Linked DNA regions of Mus musculus: all the other regions are linked to region 2. Evidence: chromatin contacts called from public Hi-C, HiCAR-type and HiChIP or PLAC-seq data. All regions are on one chromosome and are shown on one strand. The core of a region is the stretch at or near the end of the contact, and the rest is flanking DNA. Distances in the headings are between cores, read along the strand shown. Region 1 overlaps Unc5c (unc-5 netrin receptor C). Region 2 holds the start of Unc5c (unc-5 netrin receptor C). Region 3 overlaps Unc5c (unc-5 netrin receptor C). Region 4 holds the start of Pdha2 (pyruvate dehydrogenase E1 alpha 2). Region 5 overlaps Unc5c (unc-5 netrin receptor C).

The links. Hi-C and Micro-C count contacts between places; a contact is called where the count stands out from the background. HiCAR-type assays count read pairs that join an accessible place to other places. HiChIP or PLAC-seq counts read pairs in DNA pulled down with a chosen protein or histone mark.
Region 1: an H3K4me3 HiChIP or PLAC-seq map of embryonic limb bud shows a contact between it and region 2, with 3 times the contacts expected there. The contact joins the enhancer-like site here to the promoter of Unc5c in region 2. A contact is called at or near these places in 4 of 39 promoter capture datasets (the 3T3-L1 cell line, 3T3-L1-derived adipocytes, the C10 cell line and 1 more), 4 of 484 Hi-C or Micro-C datasets (DN3 thymocytes, the N1E-115 cell line and nephron progenitors), 4 of 115 datasets of contacts at active chromatin or transcription factors (astrocytes, embryonic limb bud, neural tube and 1 more) and 2 of 9 other capture datasets (liver and pancreatic islet).
Region 3: a Hi-C map of cerebellum shows a contact between it and region 2, with 2.4 times the contacts expected there. The contact joins the enhancer-like site here to the promoter of Unc5c in region 2. A contact is called at or near these places in 3 of 39 promoter capture datasets (the 3T3-L1 cell line and hippocampal neurons), 11 of 484 Hi-C or Micro-C datasets (the C2C12 cell line, the N1E-115 cell line, bone marrow-derived dendritic cells and 6 more) and 6 of 115 datasets of contacts at active chromatin or transcription factors (craniofacial prominence, embryonic midbrain, embryonic stem cells and 3 more).
Region 4: a contact with region 2 is called in a HiCAR-type map of kidney, with 4 times the contacts expected there. The contact joins the promoter of Pdha2 here to the promoter of Unc5c in region 2. A contact is called at or near these places in 3 of 39 promoter capture datasets (hippocampal neurons, liver and second pharyngeal arch cranial neural crest), 4 of 484 Hi-C or Micro-C datasets (cerebral cortex, cortical neurons, embryonic stem cells and 1 more) and 3 of 115 datasets of contacts at active chromatin or transcription factors (embryonic forebrain, kidney and neural progenitor cells).
Region 5: a Hi-C map of nephron progenitors shows a contact between it and region 2, with 4 times the contacts expected there. The contact joins the enhancer-like site here to the promoter of Unc5c in region 2. A contact is called at or near these places in 3 of 39 promoter capture datasets (the 3T3-L1 cell line and hippocampal neurons), 5 of 484 Hi-C or Micro-C datasets (the AML12 cell line, cerebral cortex, forebrain and 1 more), 5 of 115 datasets of contacts at active chromatin or transcription factors (embryonic limb bud, neural progenitor cells, neural tube and 2 more) and 1 of 9 other capture datasets (pancreatic islet).

Annotation. Positions count from the first base shown.
Region 1 is chr3:141,709,581-141,713,341 of GRCm38.p6, forward strand. The region is part of intron 2 of Unc5c (unc-5 netrin receptor C); the gene reads left to right. Among named protein-coding and RNA genes, the nearest start is that of Gm15689, 28 kb to the left of the region's middle. Within about 2 kb of position 2,156, at least 11 of the 459 cell types and tissues checked have an H3K27ac peak or open chromatin away from gene starts, as enhancers often do. A contact at or near this core is called in embryonic limb bud, where this site is marked.
Region 2 is chr3:141,463,940-141,467,983 of GRCm38.p6, forward strand. It overlaps Unc5c (unc-5 netrin receptor C), which reads left to right and starts at 1,625. Exons shown (of 16, transcript NM_009472.4): 1 at 1,625-1,898. The coding sequence starts at 1,775.
Region 3 is chr3:141,597,072-141,600,566 of GRCm38.p6, forward strand. The region is part of intron 1 of Unc5c (unc-5 netrin receptor C); the gene reads left to right. Among named protein-coding and RNA genes, the nearest start is that of Gm15689, 85 kb to the right of the region's middle. Within about 2 kb of position 2,045, at least 11 of the 459 cell types and tissues checked have an H3K27ac peak or open chromatin away from gene starts, as enhancers often do. A contact at or near this core is called in the N1E-115 cell line, cerebellar granule neurons, cerebellum and 1 more, where this site is marked.
Region 4 is chr3:141,210,312-141,214,074 of GRCm38.p6, forward strand. It overlaps Pdha2 (pyruvate dehydrogenase E1 alpha 2), which reads right to left and starts at 2,044. Exons shown (of 1, transcript NM_008811.2): 1 at 1-2,044. The coding sequence starts at 1,434. The coding sequence ends at 259.
Region 5 is chr3:141,659,464-141,663,103 of GRCm38.p6, forward strand. The region is part of intron 1 of Unc5c (unc-5 netrin receptor C); the gene reads left to right. Gm15689 (a long non-coding RNA gene) reads right to left here. Exons shown (of 3, transcript XR_003954683.1): 3 at 1-3,640. Among named protein-coding and RNA genes, the nearest start is that of Gm15689, 22 kb to the right of the region's middle. Within about 2 kb of position 1,353, at least 6 of the 459 cell types and tissues checked have an H3K27ac peak or open chromatin away from gene starts, as enhancers often do. A contact at or near this core is called in nephron progenitors, where this site is marked.

The DNA of each region.
Region 1 (3,761 bases), core at 906-3,405, 250 kb after region 2:
TCTGAAAGTTCTCACTATACAAGTTTGTGGGCTCAGGGAGCCCTGGGGAACAAGCCTGGAGCCTATGGGGTCAAGGTATACCCATACCCCAAAATATCTCCCTGAGATTGACAGTAGTATTGCTCCCCACTTGCCCCAGGCCTTTATGACCCAGTGCACATGGCCCTCTGCCGTAAGACCTTTTCCCACCTGAAAAGGTCATACAACCCAGTAGCCAGGTTAAACTTCCTAACCTCTTATAGGGTCATGTCCATCATCACCTGGAATTTTCTCCTTAGGCATATGAGGCATCCCCAGTGTCCTGGCTCAGGCCAATGATGTACACTTACCCCAATAGCCCTACTCACCTCGCAAAGGTTTAAATAGCATATGATCTCCTGAATAAAATGAGCTGTGTCACTTAAGATGCCTCTATAGGTTCTCTCCCTAAGCTCACTGCAAGGACATTGAGCTCCCAGGTGTCCTCAGTATCCATCGGTAGTGCTCATAGGCAATCTGCTATGAACACACTGCTACAGAAAGGGAAGTGGAGTCTGAATGGCACTTTAATTTTGTGGGGACTACCATGAATGGTATTATTTCTCTGAATTTTTTCCTAACATGTTTACTGTTGGTAAGTAGAAAGACTACTGATTTTTGTGTTAATTTTGTATCGTACTACTTTGCTGAATGTGTTTATTAGTTCTTGGGGCTGGTAGAGGATTTAGGTTGTTTTATAGAGAGAGAGATTCATCCTCTGCAAGTAAGGCTACTTTGGTTTCTTCCATTTCTAGTTGCATTGCTTTATATGCTTCTTGTGTCTTATTACTGTAGTCAAGACCTCAAGTGATTGTATTGAACATTAGTGGGGAGAGTGGGCACCCTTATACTCTTCCTGATTTTAGTGGAAATGCTTTAAATGTTTCTTCATTTACCAAAATGTTGATTATGAACTTTTTGTATATTACCTTTACTATGTTGACATATGTCTCTAGATTGGCCATAAATATAATCTTGAAGGGATGTTGGATTTTTTTTGTCAAAGACCTTTTCTGTATTTAATGACATTGTTTGGCTTCTGTCTTTGATTCTATTTATATATTGGTTTATTCTTATTAATTTATGTGGTATTTTGATACATTGATAAATCTGCAGGATGATTGTGAAAAATTGGTGTGAAACTTTTAAGAATTGACTTATAAAGAAGACCCTTGATACAACTAATTAACAACTTTAGGCTGGGTGATATTTATCCTATCTTTTCACCAATATGATTTAACAAAATACCCGACTTTAGTGAACTTTTAATATATAGTCATTTGATTGGACTACATATCAGGTTTCCATGGGAACATCAGCTTTTAAAATCAATGACATATGTTTGTGATCAAACTACTCTAAAATGCAGGTTTCATTGTTTTATTTATGGGGTCTCACAAGGAGCTCACTGATATCCATTTGAAACTCCCCATTACCAAGTGCACATTCATACTCGTTGTAAATGTTCTTGGTACAACAAGCGAATCATTCTGCTTCCCAAATCACAATGAATCCTATTAGAGTCACTAATGACTGCAGACTTCAAACAGCCTGCATCTCTGAGATGCCACTATTAAAGAAAGTGATGGGAAGTCTTTGATGTTATCAGATGTGATGGAAACTACTCATTTGTATTTGTGTAAATCCCGTAGCCCCCGCCCAACCTCCTAAATAACCTAAAACCTATTTCAAGTTCCCAAAGCGTCTTCAAAGCAGTTTTCCTTGGAAGTAATGCTGATGGCATTTCACATTTCAAGAAGGTTTGTTTCTTGCATCTCAGGACTTCAAGAAGATCTGAAATTCTGCTTTCAAAGAGAAAAGATATTGTTTTTACAGAAATCACTAGGATCTTGTTTGATGAGCAAAATGTCACAGGTAATAAAATTATCTGCAGCAATGAAAAAAATTGTACATAACTGTGCAGCTGAGAGCCTGAGTAACAAAGAAGATTTTAGGTAATCCAGAGCCCTAAGATTTAGATACTTCATGCTACAGTCCTTTCTTATTCTACCATTGACCAAATATTGGAATGTAAAGGCTGTAGGCCAAATAACTGTACACAACTGTAATTAGCTCATGCAGTCCTGAATGGGGTGTCTGTAAAACTGAAGACAGCCCTTCGTGTGTGCTGGACTCCAGCGCCCACAGGAAGCCTGGCTCACATAATTCAGAACATTCATACTACGTGTAGCTCCTGTAGCAGGAGGGTTGGTCTGTGGCTTCTTAAAAGGTTTCAGATTTGTGGTTACTAGAAACATTCATGAACCCATTCAGTCTCAAGGATACACTGTACCCGGTACAGTTCCACCAGCATTTAATTAGGTTTCCAGTAATTACTTCAAGTAAATGGGAGGGGAATGAAACCTGAGGTTATCATCTCAGGACACAAAATATTTGTATGTGGTTTTAATATCCGAAGCCCATTTGTTGCTGTTCTGTATTTTAGAAAGAGCCATTATAGTTAGAAGTAAATACACACTGTTGGTTTATCAGGCCGTTGGTGACTGTAAATTTCCTGCAACAACTTTAAAGGAAGAGTTTTATTTCTAGTAGCTGGACCTCCACATAAAGAGGGCATGTTTTAGCAAGAAAGCAGGCAAAAAGCACTAAATGCTGGAAAGTGCTGAGAAAACCAAGGTGGAGCTTGGGAAAGGAAAATGTGTTTCCTTATTTGACAAAGCATTCTAGATGTTAATGAGAAAACCTGAAGCAAGACTGGAAAACTGGGACCCAGGAAATATAAAGAAAAGCAGTGATTTTTTTGATGTGAAGATTTTTGTATTAGTTAGACATTGAAGGGTATAACTCTTTGTCATTTTCACAACTGGCCTGTGAAGTGTTGGACTATGCCATTAATTGAAATTATCTTTTAAGCAGGCTTTTGCATAAATATAAAAATTAATAATCTTGGAACTTTGAAATAACATTAAATTATAAACATCTGACAATAGAGTTTTCTGTTTGGGATCTTTTTCTGTCCTGGATATGTGATACAAGCTTTCCTAGGCTTCAATATAATTCAGGTTTCAGGAGATCTAAGGGTTTATGACTCAAACTCTATAAGTTCTTGGTAGAAAATACCATTCTTTCCTACATGGGAAGGTGCCTATATTTGTTGGGTGCCTATAAATTTCTCTGACATCTCTGAAATGATTTGAATACATTGAGGCGTTAGAATATATGTGGGGTAATCCTTTTTAGATCTCCAGAATTCATACCTTTTCCTGTCACCTGTAATAAAAGTATTTTTATACATCATAACACTTTGTAGCTTATTAAGCTCTTAATACACACATACACGAATACATAGATATTGCTTATCTCAATTATATATTCAATAGTCCTCTCTCCATCACATGCTATACATGGTTTTCTGAAAGAAATCAAAGTTATTAAGCACTATGTACAATAATTCTCCAATTTAGCAAACACTTTTTTTACTCAGTAGGATTGTTAAAGCCCTAAAACTGGCTGGTCCCATCCCCAACGTTTCCTATTGATTGAGTCTGGAGAGGATCTGAGAATATGCTTTTACCAAAGGCCTTCAAATAATGCCAAGGAAGCCTTTCTAAGAGTCACACTTTGAGAACCATTAGAATCCAAATGGCCAAACTGGACCATTTCTTGTCTCTATTTCCATTTCACACCACTGCTCTCTGTGGCCAGTATTCTGTGGCCTTTTTGAATCCCAAACTCATCACTCTTTATTAATCCACCCTATATGTTGAATAGTTCTCTCCATA
Region 2 (4,044 bases), core at 375-2,874:
AACGGGTAGAGGTTTCAATGGTGCTTGGCAGGCAGAATCACAAGGCATTAGAATTAGAATATTTCGAAGAGAGGTAAAAAAAAAAAAAAAGAATCATGACATGCAAAAGTTACCTGACCTGCTCACCCGGACAGTTCTGACCACAGCTCAAATTAGACTTGAAATCAGCCATTTTCTCCACCCGCCCCACACTTTCTAAACTCTTCTGTGTATTTACATATGGCTCCTTTTGCACTTGAAACTGAACCTTTACGTGATAAAATTATTCATTTTAAATGCACAAACATCGGGGATTTTTCACACTATCTTGTGGAGCTTAGCTGGTGTGTTCAGACATTCGCCTTCCTTTTGTCTAGGCTGGGCTTGTTTTACCCACTCCTCCTCACACTCCTCCTTCATCCTTTTATCACGAATTCACAACCTAACTACTCCCCAAAATGTCTTTCTGTACTGAAGCAGATTTAGTCCTCTCTCCTCGCTCTTAAGAATTTGGAGACTAAGTTATAGGTTCCAACATCAAGTTGAGCATCTGCAAATTTTGTTCTTTTTTTTTTTTTTTTGGGGGGGGGGGGGTTCTCTTGGTTTTGCCGCGGCACTCTTTAAATGTTCAATCTCAGCAGCCACCAAGATGAACAAGCAAAAAAAAAAAAAAAAAAAAATCAGTACCGAGGGAGTTTCCATTGATTTCCAGTTTTTGTTCCACCACAAATAGGTCACCGGCTCGCAGAGCATAAAACAGCCTGACTGGCGCTGACAACCCAAAGATAGTGGGCTGAGCCACTACAAATGCTTCTTGCCTTCTTTCCCATCTATGCGAACAAGTTCCAGCCCGCCTCCGGCTCAATCAAGCGCAACTCCCTAAATCCTAGAGCGAGAGCAGTCCTGGGGCATCTGGCTTAGGCTTGGCCGGCTCAGGGACACTGCCAGGCGGTGGGCTGAGCTCCGCTGGACACCGCCAAGTGGCCTGAGGCGTGCCCGCAGCGCTTGCGGAGCAGGAGTCTGGCGCCAGGCGGGGAGACTGTGCTGCCCCTGGCCGCAGTTGCCTCTGCCCCCAGGTGTCCCTTGTCAGCGCCGGAGCGAGTGAGCAAGTGAGCAAGTGAACCCAGTGGACTCCACCTTCCGCGCGAGGCGTGGATTTCGCTCCATCCTCGCTTACATAAGGCGGGCGAGCGCGCTCCCGCCGCCGCTTCCCCCCGCGCGGAGTGGGGCCGCGCCCTCCACGCCTCCTCTGCGAGCGCCACCCAGGACCCCCGCTCGCCCCACTCCTGGAGGCGACAGTCGCTGGACCGTCGGCGGGCGGGCGGCAGCCCGGGAGTCTCTCCGGCACAGAAGCGCAAGGATCAGAGCGGGGAGCGCCTCGCTGGCTCGCCACTCCTCCCGCTCTTGCCACCTCCCCATCCCCGGCGCCTGTGCGATCCGAGCGGGCGCGGGGACCCGAGAGCAGCGCCCGCTCGGCTGGCGGCGGAGCTGCGGGAGCTGTGGTGGTGGCCGCGCTACACCTCCCAGCACTTCCCGAGTGGGGGCAGAGCATTAGCAGCCGGGAGACGTCAGTGGCTAGGCGCAGTGGACGAGGGACCTTCAAACTCCTCCTCGGAGGCTCCTCTCCACCCCCTTTGGCCCCTGCCCTTGGAGAAAGTGGAGTGTGGCGCTCAGGCTGCTGTTATTTCTCAGGACTGCCTGGCGGTGGCCGGATCCAGCCTCCTGCCTGGCTGGGCTTTCGGCTGTTTGCGCGTCTCCTGGTGGCGTTTCCCTTCCCCGTACACCTCTGCCGACGATGAGGAAAGGTCTGAGGGCGACAGCGGCCCGCTGCGGACTGGGACTAGGATACTTGCTGCAGATGCTTGTGTTACCTGCCCTGGCCCTGCTAAGCGCCAGTGGCACCGGCTCCGCCGCTCAAGGTAAGAGGGTCTTCAGGGCGCGGCAGTCACCTCCCTTTGCTTCTGTCTTCCCTCTCTTCTACCTCTATTTGTCCCCGGCGCTCCTTGATTCCTCACCTGCCTAGTTGCCCCCAATGGAAACCACTTTAAATCCCACTTTCCCAACTAGTTAAGAAACCAGATTTTCAGTCTTAGCTCTGGATCTGGGTAAGGATGGACCCGGGGTGTGTTAAGTGTAGCTGCTGTCTCGGTGCCTGTGGGATCCTGGAGTGTCTTTTGCACTTTCAGACCCACAGACGCACGGTTTTGAATATTGTGTAGCCGGGGGTTTCCAGAGGCACTGATAGTGGCGTTGTGGTATGTGCCCCAATATGTGTAGTGTGCCGAGGCTTCTCGCTGTGCGCGATGGCTGCGCTTGCAGGGTTTTCTTCCACCTCCGCTAAGGAAATATGTCCATTACCGCCAAGGACCCATAGGCGCTGGTGCCCCTAGACTGCTGATGGGGCGCTATGGAGATGCTCAATTCGCCCAGAAAGGACAGGCTCCGGGTGTGCCTGCTTCTCCACTCACAACCTCTTCGTGTCCCGCTCCGGACAGGCGATCCTTGAAAAACTTCAAAACCACAGCTCTAGTGGGTGACTCTAGCTGTTCGAACCAAATCTGCAACTCTCTGGGGGAAAGGACGCTGCTAACCAGTTTATAACTGACATTTTAATGCGTGTAAGCCTCGAAGTGTGTGGCACTCTGAGCAAAGCCGGAGTAGGAGGACAGTGGTCCAGAGTTGGGAATGTCTTGTACGGGTAGAGGGAAGACACCTAGACTGAGGTTCATCTTGGAGGCTTCTTTCTTGTTCATTGAGTTTTAGAGGGAGGTGCAGCTCCCAGACTTATTCAAACCAGTTCCCACCCAGATCCTTCTTTGCCATTTTAAAGATTTATTTATTTATTTATTTATTTATTTATTTATTTATTTATTGTCTATAGCCAGAAGGCAACACAGCTTTGCCTGGAGAGAGAGGCAACAATTCAGAACCAGCTCAGAGACCTTCCCTTTTCTACACACACACACACACACACACACACACACACACACTTCTTTGTGAATTTGGAGAGTTTGGGGGGAGGAGCAGCAACCCTCCTTCCATGATGCTCACAGACTGGTTTATTCCAACTGCAGCCTGCATTTCCTAAAATCTACAGGCACTGATGCAGGGAGGTGGGTGCTGAAAGAAAGCCCAGAGGCCAGGCAAGCCTGGTCCTCATGAGGAGGTATGCGATGAGCAAGGCAGTGTGAATCTGAGATAGCTACTTAGGGAGTAAATTGCTCCTGCTACACTGCTAAGTGGCCATGCTCATAAATCCTGCCTTCCTTTCTGGACAGACGCTTCCTACCCTTGTGGGTCAGCTCTGGTTTGCTTATGCACACATCCAGAGCACCTCTGACCATGTTCAAGGGAATCCGTGCTAGAAAGCCTAGAGTTCTTGAAAGTGGTGAGAAGTTTTCAGGACTCTAGCCAGAAATGCTTCCAGGAGGATCTTAGGAAGCCAACGTGGACAACGATCTTAGGAAGCCTAAGGGTTCTGGAATCAGCTGTATGAGTCCTGCTGGAATTCGGTGTCATTTTTCTGTGCACAAAGGACTAAGCCACTGGGGGGTGAGGGGAAGGGTTTGGGAAAAGGAAAAGTTAAAAGTCCCCAAAGATGCAAAAAGGAGGCAGGATCCCTGTGGAGAGCTTACAACAGCCAAATTAAAAAGACTGGGTAGGAGAAGGATCGATGAAGATAATCAAACAGGGGACTGTAAGTGGATTAATATTGAAAGAAGGGAGCAGAGACTAAGCGGGAAGGAGCTGGGGATACGTTCTGCCTCCTGCACTTTCTCTTGGTCTACACCAGACAAGGCAAAGGTTGAGGATTAATTCTGATCTTCAGCAGGGGAAGAAAAGAAGGTTTAGGGGGTGTACGCCATTCTGGTGTGGATTTTCTCCATTTGCTCTCGATCAGGGAGAATAACTCCCCCCCCCTTCAAATCACATGGTCTGAGATGCAGGACTCTCACTTTTATCTTTGTTATCCTCCATGTTCCAGAGCACCAGCTCTTCCTGTGTTATCTGTGAGACATCAAAGGGAGTGTAGAGCACAGAAATCTGCTATCAGCTACTGTCCCT
Region 3 (3,495 bases), core at 795-3,294, 130 kb after region 2:
AATGTGGGAAGACGAGAACTCTGATCATATGACATGGATATTTAGAATAATCAGGTAGTAGGAATTCTACCTAGCCTTACTCAGCAGGCTTCTCTGCTGAGACTAGGTTTCATGTGGAAGTGCACAGATGGGTCTAACAGGAGATTTTGAGGCATGACTAATGTTTGGCTCAGCAAAGTGTCTTTGTCAATAAAGAAAATAGGGCATGCAAAAATGTATAGACTAAATGGCACCAAAAGTTAGCAGCTAATAGAATCTCTGAAAGGCTCATATTTTATAAAATTACTTGTGTAGTTTTATAGCCACAGCTGTAGCACCCCTTTGAAAGAGTTAAGTGGGCCTGTGACAACTCAGGTAAAGGATCAACAAGATAAATCCTTTGTGGCTTGGGCTCAGGCAGACTCATCATCAAGGGAGAGGCTTAAGGTTATATGAATTTAATATGATGAGTAAATATTATTGTACTGAAGATTTGGACTTTATCTTATTTTCCCACTTGTAAAAGAAAGGTCACAATAATCTCCAAAATTCTTTTCTTTATCTTTCCAGCATAATTATCTGGATCATTTTCTCTCCTTCACTGCACTGTATAACCTTCTTGAAAATGTGTTTAAGTTCAAAGACATTTTATTGAACCTGAATAAATTACCTCAAACTCCTGTTATGGATTTCTGCCTGCCCATTTGCATCATGTGGATGAAGTTATAGGCATTAATATTCTCTTATGGAAGGGAATTAACTGTATCTTTGGCAGGTACACTTGATTAGGATATAATATAATGGTTGGAGGAACCTGACAGTCTAAAGTGTTTATATGCACATAACCGCACAGGAATAAGCTGTATATTCACATTAAACACAGAAGGTTTAGGGTTTAAGTATTTTAGATGCTGGGCAATTTCTTCACATTCTTTATTTGCTATAACATCTGCTAATAAAATCAGATAGGACAAAAATGCTCAAATTATATTCTCTAGAAGAATACACATCACACAATCATTTAAGAGCTATTAAGTTCCCTGCTTACCATGTCTTGGAAACCAGTAGGTAGCAAAGCAAGAGAGCATAGCATAGAAGCTGTTGTTGGCCCAATAGACTGTTGGAAGCATGCCAGCTTTTTCGTTAATGTGATTTCCCCAACTTACTTGATCACATCTATGTTGTTACGTTAAGGTTTTTCTCTCAGTCTACTACTGGGGACATGGGGAGGAAACTTGAGATTCTAGAGAACTGATACAAGAATTACCCCTTGGGCTGGAGAGATGGCTCAGCTGTTAAAGGCTAAGCTCACAACCAGAAATATAAGAATTACCCGTGTGTGTGTGTGTGTGTGTGTGTGTGTGTGTGTGTGTGTGTGTATGTATAAAAGTCTTTAACAAATGCCTTGATCTCTTCATCTGTGTATGAAAGAAACATGGTATGCTGTTTGGGATGGAATATTAGTTTTTCAAAAGAAAATGCTATTGGTCTAATGTATTTAGAAAAAAAAAGGAAAAGAAAGAAAGAAACAGATAAATCTCAACCTACATTCGTGTCTTAGTGGAAATTCAGTTACAGTCTTTACTTGATGGTAAGAACTCCTAATGTGAAGATTGTACCTCTTGTATTCCAGAAACCCAGGAATATAAGACACTCAGTTAACACCTGTCTACTGTGGGAACAACAGTACCTATTTCCCAGCTCTTATAGAGTCCCTCAAGAGAACTCAGTGAAATTATTTTCAACTCTTTGGTAAAAACATGGGTTTTGGTTAATATTACTATTGTTAAAAAAAAGAAGAAGAAGAAGGAGAAGAAGAAGGAGAAGAAGAAGAGTGGGACAGTGCTCAGAAACACTTCCCAATCCTTTAGATTTTCATCCCCTGCACTGGAAAGATGAATTCACTTGATTGTTCTAAATTATCTTTTAAAAAGGCAAAGGTAATGAGGACCGCTACACAACTGTGGCATAATCAGAATAATTAGATGTTAGATCAGATCTGGTTGATGAGTGGCAATTCTGCAAAGAGGTCTTCTGTGGGAATATGCTGGGAGCTGGTGGCCTAGAGCAGCCAGGCTGAGGAGACAGCAGGGAATTTAGGTCAGTGCTCTCATCTCTGCAGAGAGGCCCAGAAAGCAGCCTGCTTGGTTTGCAGTTGTGGTGTTATGAGAGGTATTAAGAGCAGAACACGAGGAGTCACTCAAGAAACCTGCACAAGATATACCTCAGGATTACTAAAGCAACCAATGACTCTCTAATGTGAAAGTTGCTGCAAGACCCAAAGGCTGGGATACAGCAAGAGTATTCACATATGAGTTCAGGGACTAGAGTGTAAGAAAGAAAGAAGATGTGTTTGCCCAAAGGTACCAAGGGATGCTTATATTTTTCATTCACCAAGATTTGTCTTATCTGTAAAAGAAGAGCTTCCCTGGTTCTTGGGCATGGGAGGTAAGAATTAGAGCAGTGTTTATGTTGCCCTAGTCTTATGGGCTAAGGCAATTAAATCATTTATGGAATCAGTCATGAATTGTAAATTTTTCAGGCATCAGAAGTTAGAGGGAGAGGTGTATAAATTCTCATTTTTTGGTTAGATCTTGCCAAATGCAACTTCTTCTAATATAGCATACACAGTGTATTAATTTACCCAACAATCCTTTGTCACACATCCATTAATGTGTGCCAGGCACAATTCTCAGAACTTGCAGAACAACTACAAAATGAAGGTCAGTTCCTTCAATGGCGGATACTCTAAAGCACAGGGAAAAGCAAGGTAAGATGACAATAATGGGTGAAAAGAAAAGAAAGCCTTGAAAAACTACTGATCCACAGTTAGGACCTCTATGTGTGGAGGACTCTGGGAGAAGAGTGATGAGGAGCAATCAGGCTGAGGAGACTCTTGCAGCCCCTAAGCCCATCTGTGAAATATTAGCATCTGAAGAAATAAGATTTCAAGTCGAGTGGTGACATGATCAGAATTTCATGTTGAGGGGGGTGGGGGTAGGGACTCATTCTATAGCATTGCGGAGAATGGATGGAGTGAAGACAAGAGGCGAGGGGAGGCTGGAAGAGCGGGCACTCCTGGAGCAGTTCCCAGGAAATGGTAATGAAGGCGGAAGCTGCGTGGTGGCAGGAGGACACCAGTGGGAGGAAAAATAATGACTAGTTCAGGATCCCCTGTTGGAAACCTGTACAAAGCTCCAAGTTAATAAACAACTGTATGTATACCCTCAGCTACTGCCTAGCCAACTTTGCCGATTACACAAACAGAGAGAAAAGACTGTGATACAGTTTAATTGTGAATTCTTAGCATGCCTAATTTTCTCCAGTGTAGTCCAAGTCCATACTGTGACACATGAATTATTTAAAATGCATACACTTTTCCTGTAGTGTACAGATTTATGGGTCGATAGAGCAGAGTCTGATGCTAAACATATGTGCACATTAATTTTTGAAAATCGGGAAACAAGAGAATCACTATTTTCTGCAGCAACTTCTCCCAGAAACCCCCCAAAAGTA
Region 4 (3,763 bases), core at 794-3,293, 250 kb before region 2:
AATAGTCTAAAAGATATTCATAGTAGTATGCAACACAATGCTTTTAATGTTAAAACAGAAAGTGGAACATCTCCTTTAAACAAATTTATATCTTCTAATCTCCTTAATAACTCAGGAATCTATCTTTATAAAGGTTTATAAGACTTTTGTCTGCAATGTCGTTTTATTTATTCCTCCTTAACAAAGTTGAAGTTTCCTAGAGTACACCATAAATGTCCCACTGAAAAAAAATTTAACAAATGTATAGGTAACATCTATCTAACTGTGGGACTTATACTTGAGCCACTTATGTGCACCACGGACTTCAAAAGGTGGATCTTGGTGGTAGAGGTAATTGGCTATATCTTCCACAGCTGGTTCTGGATCAGTCGTAGCAAACTGAGCTGCGTCCTCCACCTCTTTCTTCACATCTGCATCAATTTCTTTCAATTCTTCAATATTGCTGAGGTTGTTGCTGATAATTCTCTCTCGGAGCAGCATTATAGGATCACTCTTACTTCTCACGTTATGAACTTCTTCTCGTGAACGATAACTGATCCCTGGGTCGCTCATACTGTGTCCATGATAACGGTAGGTCTGCAGCTCCATCACAATGGGCCCCTTTCCAGATCTGCAGTGATCAGCTGCAAACTTGGTTGCCTCCCGAACACAGAGAATATCCATCCCATTCACCCTCAGTCCGGGGATAATAAAACCTTTCTTGTGGTAATCAGTACTGGCTGCTGATCTCTCGTTGGAGGTTCCCATTCCATAGAGGTTATTCTCACAGATGAAAACACAGGGTAATTTCCACAAGGCTGACATATTGTATGCTTCGAATACCTGCCCTTGGTTAGCCGCACCATCGCCGTACAAAGCCAAGCAGACCTGACCATTCTTCAGGTATTTACAGGCAAAAGCCACACCAGCTCCCAGGGGTACCTGGGCCCCAACAATGCCATTGCCACCGTAGAAGTTCTTGCCGTACATGTGCATGGAGCCTCCCTTGCCTTTAGCACAGCCTCCTTTGCGTCCAGTCAGCTCGGCGAGAATGGACTTCACGGACAGTCCTCGCGTGTAGCAGAAGCCATGAGCCCGGTAGGACGTGATGACGTGATCCGTGGGATTTATCCCTGCCTCCAGCCCCACGCAGCAGGCTTCCTGCCCATCACACAGGTGACAGAAACCACGGATGAATTTCTGCTTATACAGCTGGTCGGCCTTCAACTCCATGCGCCGAATTACCTGCATGGTCCGGTAGTACTTGAGGGCCTCGGCTCGGGTGAGCACGGTGGAGGTCGGTGGGCCCTCCTCCAGCCGGTACAGGTCACATTTCTTAATGTCACAGGTGGCGTCGTTGGAGAACTTCAGAGATGACAGCAGTCCTCTGAGAGCTGGCTTTTGGACCATTCCCGAAAATACGTGAGACAGCACAGCGGTCAGCATTTTCCTCATGGAGAAACGCGAGGCACAACGGTAGCGGCTCGGCTCCCAACGATCACTCAGTGGCTTTTAAGATGGCTGCCGAGCTCCTCTGATGCAACAATAACGGGATGCAAACGCGTTGCCTACGTCAGCAAGCTGGAAGCCACGCCCACGGGGCCTGCTCCTCTGATGCTTCTAACTGGAAAGGGAGGATCTCCCACACTTTCCTCCTATTTAACATCATGGTTGCCACTCACACAGCAACTGAGTGTCTTTTCCCTGTACAACTCAAAAAAGTCCTGGCAGGGTAGGGACATAGCCTACTGTGCAGAGCTTTTGGGTTCCATCCCAGCACCTCTAAACTCAGACAGTAACTGTGCCACACATACCTGTAATCTCAGACACTAGGCATTGAGGTTTGTAGGAGCCGGACTTGAATCCTATTCTCAGTCAGTTTGTGGTCTCTTTGGCCTCAAAATGAGGGGCGGTGGAGAGGAGGAAAAGAGGAGAAGGAGGAAGGGCAGGCAGGAGGGAAGGAGGGAGGGAGCAAAATGACATCATTCTTTCTTCTACCTTTTCGTTTTTAAAAGAAAAAAATAACAACATCTTAACATTTATTGAAAAGTATGTACAAATACAGAAACACTCATAGACAATTCGATCACGGACTTCTACTTGTTTATATACTGTCCTGGTGCATTCGAGGTCATGTTTTCTAATGAGGAAACGGTTTGAATAATTTGTGATTTTCTTTTTTTTTTTTTTTAAGGTCCTAGTAGATAGGTTTTTCTCACTCCTTCCATTCCTCTGGTTGTTTTTGATCTTTAAAGTACACTTGGTAAGTTTATTCCATCCTATCCTATTTTTATTTAATGAAAAAGAAATTTGCAAATTATCTGTAGTTTAAACTGTTTAAATGCTAGCTTTTCAAGATAACCTTGCCGCTAAAATGTTTAAAACAATAGTTAATATTCTTAAAGACAATGCAGTTTTTATTCTCCTACTCTGTCATAATCTGGAGGAAGCAGAACATCAGCCTGAGGGCATTAAAGCTTTATATCACGTAGGCACTTTGAATTTTCAGCTGTTCAGGCTTCTTTACCCATTGTGACAGTTCTGAATTGTGCCTGGTATTTGTTGTTGTTGTTGTTAGTTTGTTTGTTTGTTTGTGTTGAGATGCCAAATCTTTTAAGTTCAGACTCCATTCTAGAGAACCTGACTTAAGTTTGAACTCTAGTAAACTTAACAGGTTGGTACCTAACATTAGTTTCCAAGTTGCCCCCCAACAAAACCTGAGCCTAGCTCCAGTCTCTAGGCTAATCCCCAACAAGACCAGAGTTTAAAGGTTACACCATCAACAAGACCAGTGTCTCCAGGTTATTCCCCGAAACAAACCTGCACCCCAGGTTATAAGCCCTTCCCCTTACCCAATGACCACCAATGCAAAGGGGAGCAAAAGTTAAGTTTATGATGTACTCCCAGCACCAGCCAATTATGTTAAAGGCCACATCAGCTTTCCAGTTAGATGATTGCACACATACTCCCTGCTTGCTCTTTACTATAAAGCCTTGCTCCAATAGACATTCTGGGCTCTCCCACAACCAAAGCCATCTTGCATGATAGTGGTGCATTGGGGGAGGGGGGCAAGCTAGCTTGAATAGAATAAGGACCCTGCTGTGAGTTGCATCTGATTAGATCCTGTCTGGTTTTGGAGATTACTAACATTTCCCTGGCACAAGTTTGTTTGGGGACATTTTTTAAACATTTTTGTTTACATTTCTTCTGTTATCTCTAAAGTGAGCATGGTTTTTCTTATACTGAAAAATATCACGAATTGGCCTCCAAAGATTCTCATTTGCTTGTGTATTTTGCTTGAAATTAATAAAAAAAAAATCAATCTTAGTAAGGGAAATATAGAACCTTGTGTGTGTGTGTGTGTGTGTGTGTTAGGGGTTTGTCACAGCTCATGTGTAAGAGGAAAACTTTGTTAGGTCCAAAGCATTGCCGCCCTCTCCCCACCCCCCCAAAAAAATAATAAAACAAACTAACAAAACAGACAAAAACCAGGAGTGTAGGATATAGTGTCCTAAACAAAAGAACTTTGGTTGGGTAAAGAGAAGTTTAAAGACAATTTTCTGTCCACCATAAAAGCAGATCCCTTAAGGCAATGTTTCCATTTAACAGGAACCACCTTATCCTTTCCCAAAAGGTCAATTACCTTTGGCCAAGGTACCCAGTGTCCAGTCAGTCTGCACTCCTGTATCAGCTCCAATGTCCCCATCCTGCACATAAACTTTACTTTTCTGTCATTTTGCTCTCCTCCCACCCCCAGATATGTCCTTGGCAGTTTGGTCCCCAA
Region 5 (3,640 bases), core at 103-2,602, 200 kb after region 2:
GCATATCAAAATCTCAGGTTTCTTCTAAGTTGCCCAGACTTCCATCATGTGCTCATCTTAACCAGTAACTATGGTCAAAATGTGGGTATGCTGAGAGACGGCAGAGGAAGTGATGGGAGCCTCAACCACAGGGGCTGAGAAAATGGGGATCTGGTTATAATACAAGCAAGAAGTAGATGAGAGGAAAGTAAAACCAACACATCTCCCCTAGCTCCCACTTAACAGTTAATAAAAGTCTGAGAGAGTTCAGGGATGTGTGTGGACTATGTAGGTTTGCAGCAATAAATGTAGGGTGCTATTTTTCCTGGCCTATTTATTGCTGGGAAGGGTGAGAACTGTAGGTAATAAGCTATATGGAATTTGTTTGTTTGTTCACTCAGTATATGGAAGAACCAGCAGTGAACAGATAAGCTGATATTGAGCATAATAAGGATATGTTTAGAGTCTTTGACTTGGTAATATTCAGTTGATTTTCCAGCTTGTGAAGAATATGAAGCTTGGTTTTCTTGATAGATCTTACAAGTAGAGCCCTCCCTGGAGAACTGGCGTGATTTCTGAGAAACAAGCTAATTGCCTTGATTCTTTGCACTTCCAACTGCTGAAAGGGGATACTGTGCTTTGATTTGGATGTAGCTCTAGTTTAGGGAGAGCAAACTACCTCTTTGGCCTGAGTGGCTGTGTGTTTCAGAAAGTCATAGGCATAGGATATAGAGGAAGCCCAAGCTAAAAGGGCGACATTTCCATGGTGGCTGCTTGATTCCTTACCCACAGCTGCACAAGGACCCTATCCTTGAACACGTTCTTAACTTCGTTTTGTTTACTTTGTAATTTGGTTTTGCAGCAGTCCATCTTGAAGGCTACAGAAAGGATAATGATTTCACAAGAACTTGAGTTGAACCCAAGCGGAAGAAGAGGGAGTTAAGAGATCTGCCCCTGAAATCAACCTGCTCATTTAAAGTAGATTTGCAGAAAAGCAGCCCGAGAAAACAGCAAATCAGTCTGCCTTATCTAAAAGGGATAAAATCATCCCCACAGGAGGAAGTGTGTAACCAGACCCGCCAGTTTATCACCTCTTCACGAGACCTTGAAATAGCTCTATGAATTTATATTGTTTCCGAAAGACATATGAGCCCTGCTGTCGTACCCTGTCCCACTGTGAGCCTTGAAATCAATCCATTGCTCTTTCAAACTTTGGGAAAACGACAGGCTGCTAACGTCGGCGAACTCTCGGCACTCACAAATGTGTTTTCACTCCTCCAGTTTACTGAAGTGGAAGACAGGAAGGACATGCTTTTCTCAAAAGAGCCACATAGGCTCAGAGACCTCTATTTTGCAGACATGAGTGCCTTTTGCCTCCCTAACATGAGCAGCTGTGCCCTCTCCAGTCCCACAAATCACCACCTCCTCTGTATTAGCCAATGCAGTCAACTCCTGTTTCCCTTTGGAGATTTGATGAAGGTTCAAGCATGCCCTCCTCCCACAGTCCAACAGGCCAGGGCTGGATCTTCAGTGCCTGCCACACCACAAATCATCCTCCCTACCTTAGGTTCCATGCGTTTTTTCATGTTGCCTTAGTTGATTGTCATTTACTTGATGGGAATTTTACCAGTGTCAATACCTCACTGTGGAGCAGCAAATGTCTTATGGGTTACTAGACATACTCTACACTGTAATGTTTTATTTTTTTCTATATGGACATAATTTGATATGCTGTTTCTTCAACTTAGCATACACAATACCTTTTTTGTTTTGTTTTTGTTTTTTGTTTGTTTGTTTTCGGTTTTTTGTTTTTTGTTTTTTTTTTTGTTTTGGGGTTTTTTTGAGACAGGGTTTATCTTATAGCACTGGCTGTCCCGGAACTCACTTTGTAGACCAGGCTGGCCTCAAACTGAGAAATCCACCTGCCTCTACCTCCCAAGTGCTGGGATTAAAGGCAGGCCCTACCACCACCTGGCTACACATTACCTTATTGAATTAAAAATAACTTTATTATGATTACATTATTATTTATGCCTGTGTGTCTTTGTATGCATGAGTGCATGCTTGTGAGTGTGTATGTTTGTGTGTGTGTGTGTGGTGTGTGTGTGTGTGTGTGTGTGTGTGTGTATGTATGTTTGTGTGTAGGTACACTAGAAAGGCAGAAGAGAGAACTGGATCCCAGAGAGCTGGCATTAAAGGCAATTATAGGTCATATAATATGGGTGCTAGGAATTGAACAGTGATCCTCTAAAAGAGATACTAACATTCTTAACTTCTGAGCTATCTCACCAGCCCCCCAAATGAACTTTGACAGGCAACTAAAAGCAATTTATACAAGCATCTTCATAGAATTAGACAGTTCTATAATTAAAAAAAAAGAATAAAAACATATTACTGATATCTCTGAGGAGGCTAGGAAACATAGTTGTGTGATAACTGGGGGCATAGCTCTCATTTTTCCTATAATTAATAAATATATGTTTTTTTTTTCATAAGCAATTTCACAGAGTGGATAACATATCAGTGCTTCTTTAAGCCTAGATAATGACTGATAGTCATAAACTTTTCCTGGTATTTACTAGCTATGTATATTTCAGCCATTTAATTAATTTCTCTGCTGCTATTTTTATCTTTAGAATGGAGATAATGGTATTTTCCATGGATATATTGTAGGAAGTAACTGGGAGTCTATCTAACATCCTTAATGGGCTACCTGGCATTTTGTAAGTGCTTTATAGATGTTTGTTTGGTAGTCTTATTATAATTGCTAAATATAGCAATACAAGAAAATTTTTCTCAAGTACATTTCCAGGATGTGGAAGGCAAGATCCAGTGTAACACTTTTTTTTTTTTTAACCAAGCCATAAACATGTAGATATCTTTTCTAGCTCTTCTATTATAGATAGAAATGGTATTGGAGGCATGCACAAATGTTTAATACCTAAGTATTCATCTATGAGGTTTTAAAAGTTGTATCTCACAAGATAGATGAAAATGAAACATGTCTTATAATCAAGTATGATGGTACATGCTTTGCTAACCCATCATCACTCAGGTGGCTGAGGCAGGAGAATCATGAATTAGAGACCAGTCTGTGTTACAGAGTGAAATCCAGGGTAGAATGAGGCACCTCTTTGAGACTCTATCTGCAAAGCAAAGCGTAAGAGTACTACCCTGGCTTCTTCTGAGAACAGGATAGATGGAAATTACTCAACTGAAAAACAAGTCTCTGAGCAATTCCAAGTGATGGGGGAGGCTACCACCCCCAGAATGACTACCTGGGACTAGCCCAAGACCCTCTACACCTGATAGTTATGTTTTTAAATAAATAAGTAACTTTGTATAATTATTTGTGAGATGTGGAAGTTGGTCTAAAGTAGTTGACTACTTAAGGCTTCTTTAATGTTATTTATAGGAAAAAAAAAAAAACCAAGAGACCATATTCTGAAAAATTAACTCTCTATTGTCTTCAGCTTCACCTTTGTCTTTTCCGAAATAGAGAATGACATTAATGATGCTGCTTAAATGTCTAACAAGATTTCCAAAGAAAGTTACTGAAGATGAGCCCAACTATATTGCTCAGTCTTTGGTTCGTTGGTTGGTTGTTGGTTGATTGGTTAGTTGGTTGGTTGGTTAGTTTCATTGTCTACTTTTTTAGTGC